2 separate regions of the Rattus norvegicus genome follow, and region 1 is linked to region 2. A link is a contact called in public Hi-C data. All regions are on one chromosome and are shown on one strand. Each heading gives the region's core, a stretch centred on a gene start, on an enhancer-like site or on the middle of the called end of the contact. The rest is flanking DNA. Distances are from core to core; before and after follow the strand shown. Region 1 has its middle 100 kb from the start of C3h9orf50. Region 2 overlaps Ptpa (protein phosphatase 2 phosphatase activator).

Evidence for each region. Hi-C and Micro-C count contacts between places; a contact is called where the count stands out from the background.
Region 1: a Hi-C map of Schwann cells shows a contact between it and region 2, with 5 times the contacts expected there. The contact joins two enhancer-like sites. A contact is called at or near these places in 4 of 12 Hi-C or Micro-C datasets (the A7r5 cell line, the Rat2 cell line, Schwann cells and 1 more) and 1 of 1 datasets of contacts at active chromatin or transcription factors (oligodendrocytes).

The regions. Positions count from the first base shown.
Region 1 is chr3:34,381,208-34,386,217 of GRCr8, forward strand. No RefSeq gene overlaps it. Among named protein-coding and RNA genes, the nearest start is that of C3h9orf50, 100 kb to the right of the region's middle. Within about 2 kb of position 1,969, at least 53 of the 93 cell types and tissues checked have an H3K27ac peak or open chromatin away from gene starts, as enhancers often do. A contact at or near this core is called in the A7r5 cell line and Schwann cells, where this site is marked.
Region 2 is chr3:34,109,245-34,114,185 of GRCr8, forward strand. Ptpa (protein phosphatase 2 phosphatase activator) reads left to right here. Exons shown (of 10, transcript NM_001108577.2): 8 at 251-351; 9 at 4,151-4,258. Among named protein-coding and RNA genes, the nearest start is that of Ptpa, 24 kb to the left of the region's middle. Within about 2 kb of position 2,502, at least 83 of the 93 cell types and tissues checked have an H3K27ac peak or open chromatin away from gene starts, as enhancers often do. A contact at or near this core is called in the A7r5 cell line and Schwann cells, where this site is marked.

The sequences.
Region 1 (5,010 bases), core at 719-3,218, 270 kb after region 2:
TAAACAGATGCCACCATGTCTGGTTTAACATGGCGCTGGGGGTGGTCTCTCTTAGCTCAAGATGGCCTTGACCTTGCTACATAGGTGAAAATGACCGCTCGGTGTCCTTTAGTAAGCGTATAACTCTCGGCTAGGGGCATCCATTTAGGGAGCCCTTTGGAGAAGGGCTGCGTTCCAGATGCCATGAGCCCTTCCTGGAACCTGGTTCAAGGAATCTCAACCGTTCCTGTGCTTGACAGGCACCCAAGGAGCTGCTGTGTGCTGCTGAACCTGGCTGGCCCAGTCCTCTGAAAGCCTGGCTGAGAAAGGCAGGAGGCCAGGCCTTCAGCAAAACCCATGCCTGCTTAGTACTGTGCACACGCTGGAGTCCTGAACCAGAGTCCCAGTTCTCCAGAGACCACCACCTCACGGCCACATGCAGTGACCGCATGCCTCTAGGCCAACTGGTGAAGTATTTTGGAACCTGAGGGTTCCTATTGTGGGGACCATTAGAAAAGCTGATGGGAGAGGGGCAGAGCAAGACAGCTCAGAGGATAAGGGTGCTTCCGCCAAACAAGACAATCAAAGTTGGACTCCAGGAACCCACATGGTAGAAGACAAGACAGTCTTCCCCAAGTTGTCCTCTGACCTCCACACACCGGTCATGTCACACAATCACACACGTACATAAAATAAATTAAAAAAAAAAAAGGCAGGTCTGGAATAGTGAGGTCACAAACAAAGGCCTCATTGACTGTGCCTGGGGACACAAAGACCCCGGAAGGGAATACCACCAGAGCAGATTGTTCTGAGCAAAGCTGAGGTGAGACGCGTCCTTTGGAAGGTGCCCCGTGTACCGAGGCCACTGAGCATACTGCTTAGGGAGTCAAAAGTGGGTTTGAGCCCCAGTTTTGTCCTTCCCCTCTGAATGACCCGAGAGTGGCGGACTTCTCTCTTTCTTACTTTCTTTCTTTCTTTCTTTCTTTTTTTTTTTGGTTCTTTTTTTCGGAGCTGGGGACCGAACCCAGGGCCTTGCGCTTCCTAGGTAAGCGCTCTACCACTGAGCTAAATCCCCAGCCCCTTTCTTTCTTTCTCTCTTTCTTTCTTTCTTTTATTTTATTTTATGTGAGTACACTATCACTGTCTTCAGACACACCAGAAGAGGGCATCAGATCTCATTACAGATGGTTGTGAGCTGCCATGTGGTTGCTGGGAACTGAACTCAGGACCTCTGAAAGAATAGTCAGTGCTCTTAACCACTGAGCCATCTCTCCAGCCTTTAAGCTGAACTACCAGCCTCTGGGAAAGCAGATACAACTTTCCCATGGATCCTGCAGAATCCCATGGCCCACTAAGTCTCCTGGAACTCAAGCTTCAGGCCCACAAACCCGGGTCTGCCCAGGGACTTAAAATCCCATCAGATACAGGCCAGCTTTGTATAGGCTGAGTCTGCCGACAGGCGCTGCCGTTTGAACTTTAGTATCTTGGGTAGAAAACTCTCCAGGGTTTCCTGGGCAGACCAAATGCATCCCCAGAGAATCAGCTAAGCCACTGTCTCAACTATCTGAGCCATCTGGCCTTCTTGACTTTAGAACCCAGGCAGAAAGCAGGGAGACAGGCCTGGACTTAATCCGCTCCTGCAGAGTCTCTGACTATCCAATGCACGGTCTTTTGAAAGACCAGCCAGGAGTGAGGGCTCCCAAGTTTGACTTGGCTTTGAGAATGACCCTCGGATGGTTGAGCTTACTTGAGAACTGCAGTTGAAGGTGGAAAGAACCCCACCGAAGATAGGACTCCAGTGTTCAGTGTCAAGCTCTAGACAAGCCCCTCCCCCGTCCCCTCCAGAGGAAGTGGAAGGGGCAAACCCCTGGCCTAAGGCCACACAGCAGGGGAGATTTGGACTCAGCTTTCTGTCTAAATTGCTGCCCTTAACCCCTTCCTATCGGCTGCCTACCCTGGGCGCTGTTGCACCCAGAAGGACGTTGAAGGGAGGGAAAAAAGGAAAAGCACCAGGCGGGGTCTTCCCACGCCCCCGTCACCTCACCCCCTCCCCGGTCGAGCTGGGAGGTCCGCAGCCGCCTCTCCCTCTTGCGCTGCTACCCCCATGGTGCTGCTGGAGCCCGCCCCGAAGCAGCTTTCTCACATCAGGACCCTGGCGTGGGGACGCCTTCCGACCCACGAGGCCCCGGAGGAAGCGTTCTGGGACCCGTTGGCTGCACAGTGCCCCCTCCCCGCCGTGGCCACTGAACGATTGTTGGGGCTGTATAGAGATGGACGAGTGTCGCTCGCCCTGTCCCCAGGGTGGGCGCGCGGGCTGTGCGCGTGGGTAGACCGTTCCGCGCCGCGGGCCTTGCTCGCTCCCTCGCTTGCTTTTTCCTTTTTCTGGTTCCTTTTTTTTTTTTTTTTTTTTCCTGGAGCGGAGCCCGGCGCCAGGAGTCTGGAACCGGCCTGACAGGCTTTTGAGTTATGGGGGAGGGGCGGCGCGCACCCCCGCTGCGAGGCGCGCCCCGATCCGGCGCGGGCCCGGGCGGCGGCGCCAGCGGCCCCGAGAGCCCCGCGAACCAGGCCGGCCCCGGGCGCGGCCGCCCCCGCCGAGCCAGGCATTCCTTTCCGCTGAAGCTCTGCCCCGCTCGCAGCGCCCCGGGCAAGCCGCCTGCGGAGCGGGGGCGGGATCGGCCCCCTCTACCCCCGGGAGGTTCTTAGATTCCCTGCGGGTCCCCTTCACCCCAGACTGGTAGTCCCTCCCACCCCAAGCTGGTCCCCTCTACACCCTAGTGTGGTCTTTTGTCCCTGCCTGCTCCTTCCACCCCCAGCTGGTTCGTTCCTAGAGACCGGAGCACTCGGTCTTCTTCTATCCTAGCTCATCCCCTCCAAGGCCTGTGGTCATCTCCCTACAGGTTGGGACCCTTTCATGCCCTCCCTTCTTTCTGCTGGCAGTTGGTACCCAGTGGACACTTCGCAAACTCTCCATTTTTCTTTTCTCCATTGTCTTTGGGCCTAGTGACACACAGGGCATACAGAGTAGAATGACTGAGCCACTAGCCGATCCGACCCGGAGGTCTCTATAGCCAAGGGCTAGCTTGGGTGGGTGAGAAACGCTTAGATTTCTCCAGAGAGAGTCCTAGAGCCGGCCAGCAGACAGGATGCAGAACCTTTGGACCTCTGAGTTGGTTCTGTGCACAAGTATCTCCTGGGTGCTAGCAGGGATCAGAGTTGGCATCCCCATCAAGCTACCATGTCCTCTAACTTCTGTCCCTTAGGTTACCCAGCCAGGCCCCTTGACCACCACTCACTCCAGCTCAGTAACTGAGCAGTACCTTCTGGCCTGTCACAGAGCCAGACTTCTCTCTGCATAGCCGTTCCCCCTTGGAGGCTCTGGGCTCTGCCCTTCTGCAGGCAGGCTCTCTGGAGAGCCTTGAAGCAAGCCTGAAATAGGTTAATAACAGATCTGGCCTCCCTATATAAAGTTTCTAGGGTCCAGCCTGTCCAGACAGCATAGGGCCTCACCAGAGGTGAGCTTTCAGCACGGAGCACTTGTTCCTCATGGCTGAGAAGCTCACCAGGCCCCACAAGCCCCACTCCCAGTGACCCTTGACTGTAACTTCAAGAATGCAGGGCCTGTTCTGTGAACAGCCAGGCCCCGCCCCATCCCCTGCCAAGCAGAGTGGAAATGGAGCCAGAGTGAGCTGTTTAGTAGAAATTTCCAGCCTCCTTGGCATAGCTGGAAGGGCTTGCTTGGGTGCACCTCGGAGGTGTAGCTGGACAGGCTTAGTGGGACTGAGGTGCGGAGGGACCCCCAGATACTCCAAAAGCTGGCTTCCAATCCCCACTTCCCCGCCTAAGCAGCTGGGACACAGGACAAAGGCTGCTCTCCTGTCACCAGAGAAGCTCTCTGCTGTTCTGTTGGCCCTGCCCCTGAGAGTCAGATCAACGACAAAGAGGCTAGAAAACAGTGTGGAAGTCAGGCTACAAGATCTGCCCAGAAACACCCGAGCGCCACAGTTTTTCTGGAAAAAAGCTGTTTGCCCTGGTGGCTGGCCCACTTGTTGGAGCCACATGGCCTCCCTCCCAGGGGCAAGTCTTGTTAGTTCCTTGGTTACCAAGAGGAGCAGGGGCTTGAATTAAGGGTTCTTGGTACAGGAGCAGAATGTTGCTTTATTCACAGGGCTGGTTAACTGAACTGAGTAAGCTTCTTGGGGCCTTGTGACCCTCATTTACCTGAGGGAATTAAGCATTACAGAAGGAAGAGACTGACTGAGTCCCAGGACTCTCTTGAACTATGTCAGAGGAGACACTTAAGCTGGAAGGAAGGTGGAAAGAAGGGTGGATGGATGGATGGATGGATGGATGGAAGAATGGATGGATGGATGGGTGGTGGGTAGACAATACATGGGCGGGTGGATGGATTGAAGGATGGATGGGTGGAAGGATGGATGGATGGGTGGTGGGTGGATGGATGGGTGGGTGGGTGGACCGACCGTACATGGGCGGGTGGATGGATTGAAGGGAAAGCAAGTGACTGAATAGCTGACCCCTGGCTTGACCTATGCACTCTGTGCTGCCTGGTGCAGAGTCGGCTTCCAACAGTCAGACTTAGGGGCTAGGGAAACAAGGAAGGGGACAGTGACAGCTAGACAAGGCATTGGCCTGCATGGCTTCCTCAAGAGGGAAACAGCTACTGAGATGCCTGGCACCCAAGGAGCTTCCAGTTACACCCAGACTACAAGATGAGGAGGCCGCTTTGTGACAGCAGGGTGGCACTGTGGGGGTACTGTTAAACATAGGGGTTAGAGTTCAGACGTTTCTGTGGCACCCCTTACTTCCTGGACCTGTTGCCTCAGTTTCTCCCTCAGCAAATGAGACAGCAACAGGCATGTACAGGTCTGATTGGACAGCTTGTGGGGAGGACCTGTCCAGGAAATGGAGCTGGCCAACTGCTGTCTTTGACCCCACTGTGCCACAAACTTGCCTACCAGGTGACTTTGGAGAAGGCTCAGCCTCCCTGAAGGCCACAGTTGCACATGCACAGTA
Region 2 (4,941 bases), core at 1,252-3,751:
ATTGGTGGCACATCAGGTTTGTGTGCACCAGTGTCACCATGGGTGCACGCATCGTGGCTAGCTGTGTACAGTGAGTGCCTTGCTGGTGATGTGGTTTCTCAGTCCCATTATGATGTGTGCACTAAGCAGAGGCTCTACCATAGCTCTCCCCTAGTACACCATCGCAGTGGTTGTAAAATGTCCGAGGTGGGCACCTTGTGCTCAGGCTGGGTCATAGCTGTTCTGAAGCCCAGGCCTCTGCTTTTCCCAGACCACCCCCACCTGGAGCCCAGACATTTTGTGGACGAGAAGGCGGTGAGCGAAAACCACAAGGACTACATGTTCCTCCAGTGCATCCTGTTCATCACCGAGGTGAGAGCCACACCAGCCTCTGTTAGGCACCTCAGCGGCTGGGCTCCTTTGCCCAGCTGCCGCCTTCTCCCAGAACCAGGAGGACCCTTTCTTTGTTACGTTTGAGTTGGATCCTCACTCTGCTGCCCAAACTGGCCTTAAATTCATGATAGTCTTCCCGCTTCAGCCTCATGACTGGGGTTAGAAATAAGCCACCACACTCGGCTCCCATGGGCTGATGAGTTAAGTTGTAGTTGTCAGCTAGACTTGGTGGCCTCGAAGCAGACTTAAAGGGTGCCATGCATTGTATTAGGGGTGCAGTGAGTCTCTAGAGCCCTGTGTTTATGGACTCAGGTTGAAATCCTGAGAGGAGCGGAAGTGCTGGGAGTAGTTTGTCTCTGCCTCGGTGGTGTTTAAGAGATGACAACAAGCGGCCTGTGGAGGCGGTCACTGGGCCCTCACCACCTGGCACATTCCCTGACTGGAAGCTCTTGTCTCACTGAGGCAGGATTCTCCACAGTATGGTCTCAAGGTGGCCCAGGGACTGAAAATCCATGGCTTTGGGCCCACACCAGCTTTCTCTCTCAGAATCTTCTCAAGGGCCCACAGTCTCAGGGCCTTGCTTCTAGGAAGTATTAGAACCTTTGGTTCGCTCTACCTGTACCTCTCAAGTCAGTCTCACCCATCCCAAGTTTACACAGTCCTGTCTTCTCTTTCCACGCCCCTATATGTTTGCCCTGTGGATTACACGTGGTCTCCTGCTCATGAACACCACTCTCTTGGCTCCCTGTTCTGAGCTTCTGAGCAGGGAAAAGCCTGGTTAGCAGCCTTGACTCTAGGTTCCTTCTGGTCAGCATTTGCCTCAGGGTTGTGCCAAGCTCCAGGGGCCAGAGGGGAATGACACATTTTTTCCAAGTCAGCAAATGGAGCCAGGACTGACGGCTGGCCAGCCACTACTTGGTTCTTAGAGATGTGCTGCCTTCAGCAGTGTGGCAGCTCAAGGTCAGAAGGACTGGGGGCAGCCTGGCTCACTGCTGTGAAAGACAGCTCTACAGGACTTCATCGTGCAGTGAGGGGATGGGGAGGCTCTAGGGTGAGAGGGCAGGACTGGGTGGGAAGGAGCTGCAGATTGTGCAGCGCTTGCTGCTTGAGGCAGAAGCCTAAGCTGTTACTGCTTCCTCTGGCGGCTGGCCAAGCCCCTGCGCCCCTGTCAGTGATTCCAACAAGGAGGCTAGCGCGGCTGGGCCTCAGAGACTAGTGATCGATCCTGTGCTCAGATTTAGTGTGCATGTGTCTGTTTCCTGCTGGTATAAAACCCCAAAAGCTTTCCCCAAAGTTTGGGCTGGAGGACCCCAAGGAAGGTAGCCCAAATAACCACAAGGAGGCGCTAAAGTGCGCTGAGCTCAGGTGGCTTTCAGTGACGGAGGTAGGAAGAGGGAGAGGCAGCTTTCTGGCTGTTGTGCACCTTCTCTGCAAGGCTTGCTTTTCTCTTGGTTCCAGGCTCTGGGGTCAGTCAAGCTCTGGGTGGTTGCTAGGCACTGTGGGAGCAAGGGCGGTCTGCCTGCTTGGGTTGGGCAGTTGTAGCAGCTCTGCCGCTGCTGTTCACAGATAGATAGCTAGACAGACAGAGATATGGATACAGATATATAGATATTTCCCCCCACCCCTGCACGTCATGAAGTTGGCAGTTTTTATTTATAACCCCCATCAGTTAAGTGAGTGGCTTTACCCAGACCCCAGGTCTCAAGCCTACAGTATGCTCGGACTTTTGGTCAGGGAGACCTGCAGTCTTTACTGGTCACACAAAACCCAAGGAAGTTGGGAAGGAAACCACTTCTCTTTGCTGGGTCTTGTGTCAGGACTGCTTTGATAGCCCTGGGCATGACAAGGGAGGAAACCCACCATACAGGGCTACTGCTGCTTTCAGAAATGTAGCCCTGGCGCCTTTAAGAGCCCAGGGCAGGCAGGAAAAGAATTTCAGTTTCAATCTGGCTTCTAAATTTGGAGTTTTGGGAAGGGAGGGATCAGATTTCAGCTGGAAGGGAAGGAGCTGACAGGAAGGCGCTGTGCTGAGCCTCCCCCACCCCGCCCATCCCCCTCAGTTACTGACAGAGGAACCATTTACAAAAGGCCGATTCTCTGGGGAGTGGAGAGGCAGGAACGCAGCGTCTGTGAGTAATTTCCTGCTCAATATGGCTGCTCTGACTCACACGATTCCCCTGGGGTCACTGCGGGACTGCAGTTGCTTGCTTGTTCTCGCTCTTTCTCTTCTCCCTTTGTGGCTAGAATGAACTGATTTTTTTTTTTTTTTTTGTCTTCTCACCCCCAATTTCTTTTTCTCCCTCATTTTTTTTTTCTTTCTCTGAGTTGCAGAACCTCCTTCTGAAGGACTTAGGAGTCCTGAGGCCCTGAAGGCCTTGAGGGTGCGGTGGCCTCTCAGGGGACATACTGGGCCTGCCTCTAGCTCTGCTGTCTGCCAGACAGCCCTTTCTGAGTATCCCTTGCTAGTGAGTGAGGCTGGTCCCCAGGCAGGCTGGTCCCCAGGCAGGCTGGCCCCCCAGGCAGGCTGGTCCCCAGGCAGGATCTTAGCATCCTTTATCTGTTCCAGGGCCCTTGCAGAGCCAGCCCTGGAGCACCTGCTGTGCGACAGAGCCCCTGGTAATTGGCTCAGGGGTCCAGCCTGCAGTGTGCAGACTCAGGGTTGGAAGTAGAGAGACAGAGGGCGGAGTCTTTGGGAGGGTTGTGATAGATCTGGGGAAGCCGAGGGCACTGTAAGTTTTGGTGCCTGTGGTCAAGGAAAGACTCCACAGGTGCCTGGGAGGGAGCAGGGCAGGCTTTGGAAACCTGCCCTCAGCACTGGGGCGGGGCCTCTGAGACAGGCTCTCATTGGTGATTTTTGCTAGGGAAGGGAGGTGCTATGGAAAGATGGCAGCATTTCTAATTTAAATCTAGAAACTGCCCTTCCCAGAACTGGAGGCCTGTGGGAGTGGGACCACCAAGTAAGGCTACAGCAGTAGAGTGGCCTGTGATGTCCTCCTGTGAGGAGAGTCTGGCTTATCCTGTCTCCTCCCGGAGCCTGCCCCACCTCACCCACCCACCTTCTCAGTCGCCAAGGTCCAAGGCTCTGCTTCCTTGGCAGACTCCCTGGGCTTGTCGGTCTTTCTCTGTAGTGCGGGGCTGCCTGGGACCTGGGCAGGGAGTGAGGAGGACGCACTGAGCTAATAAACACCAGTGCACTGGCCCTGAGCTCTCAGTGGCAGGCAGAATGTACTCAGGACAAAGGCTTCCTTCCCTGTCCCCGGGCTGTGCCTCTGATGCCCTAGGAACAGCATTGGACTGTGACAGTGCTTCTCTGCCTTCCTGCAGTCAGGGTTTGAGGAAGAACTGCACTGGTGGACTGTCCATGTGCCTGCTCCTCTTGTTGCTGTGGCCCTTCTGCCCTACTCTTGACCTTGCTAAACAAACACTCCTCCTGTACTGATGTGGAGTCTCCCACAGCCCCTTCCTGTCCTCTTGACAGGTACAGAGGGGGAAGGGAGCCTGCCTGCTGTCTGGATAGGAACACATTCTACCCTCTCAGGGTGGACATATTGTTTTCCTAGGTTGCTAAATTTGATAGGAACAAAGCCTCTGTTTTGTCTGTGTGAAAGAGAGGAGTGGGTGACAGAGGTTATATTTTTTCAGCAAGCCTTGGGGGCCAAGCCCGTGTGTGTGTGTGTGTGTGTGTGTGTGTGTGTGTGTGTGTATCTCCATAGTGCAAGAGAGCAGAGGTAGAACCTAGGTGGCCTCTGCCTCTCTAGTTCCTGGACTTCTTTTCCAGATGAAGACCGGCCCCTTTGCAGAGCACTCCAACCAGCTGTGGAACATCAGTGCTGTCCCGTCCTGGTCTAAAGTGAACCAGGGCCTCATTCGCATGTATAAGGCGGAGGTGAGTGGGGTCTGCCCTGCCTGCCCCTGATGCCCCCGACGCCCCTGATGCCCCTTGGTCCTGGGGGTGAGCTCAGGACCTCCAATTCTTCATCACATTGTTTTGCTCTGGCTCTTGGGCCAGCTGTCTGAAACTTGGGAACCTCAACCTGATGGATGGGCAGTTACAAGGCACTGGGCAGAGGCCCAGCTCATTTCTTCATAGCTTAGGGATTGAAACAACCTGTGCTGCTGGAGAAGTTAGGGGCTCTCTTTGTACCTGTCAAGTGGCCAGAGGCCTCTCAAGGCTCTGATGACTTCAGTGTCTCCCAAAGTGACTAGGACATCAATCCCTTGGGTGGGTTTGATCCTAGTGAGCTACCCTATTGTAGAGGGTGCCTGGGAAGGGTGGGACAGGAGAACTTGCTGGTACTCTTTAATGAGCACTTCAGGAATGTGGGAGGGTGGGTCTTCTCTGTGTCTAGGTCCAGCGTACAACCCTGCTTCTGGGAAGGACCTTGGGCTGGGGAGCTCCCCTGCTGAAAGGCACCTGCCTCCTATATCTTCCACGAGAGGGAGAGAGCATCCTTCCACCTGTCTGCCTGGCCCCTCCACTATCTGGAGCTCCTTGACTTTGACTCTCTTGTGCACTGCCTCTTGGGCCTTGAGGTCCAACTGTGTCTCCCACCTCATCCCCACCCCAGT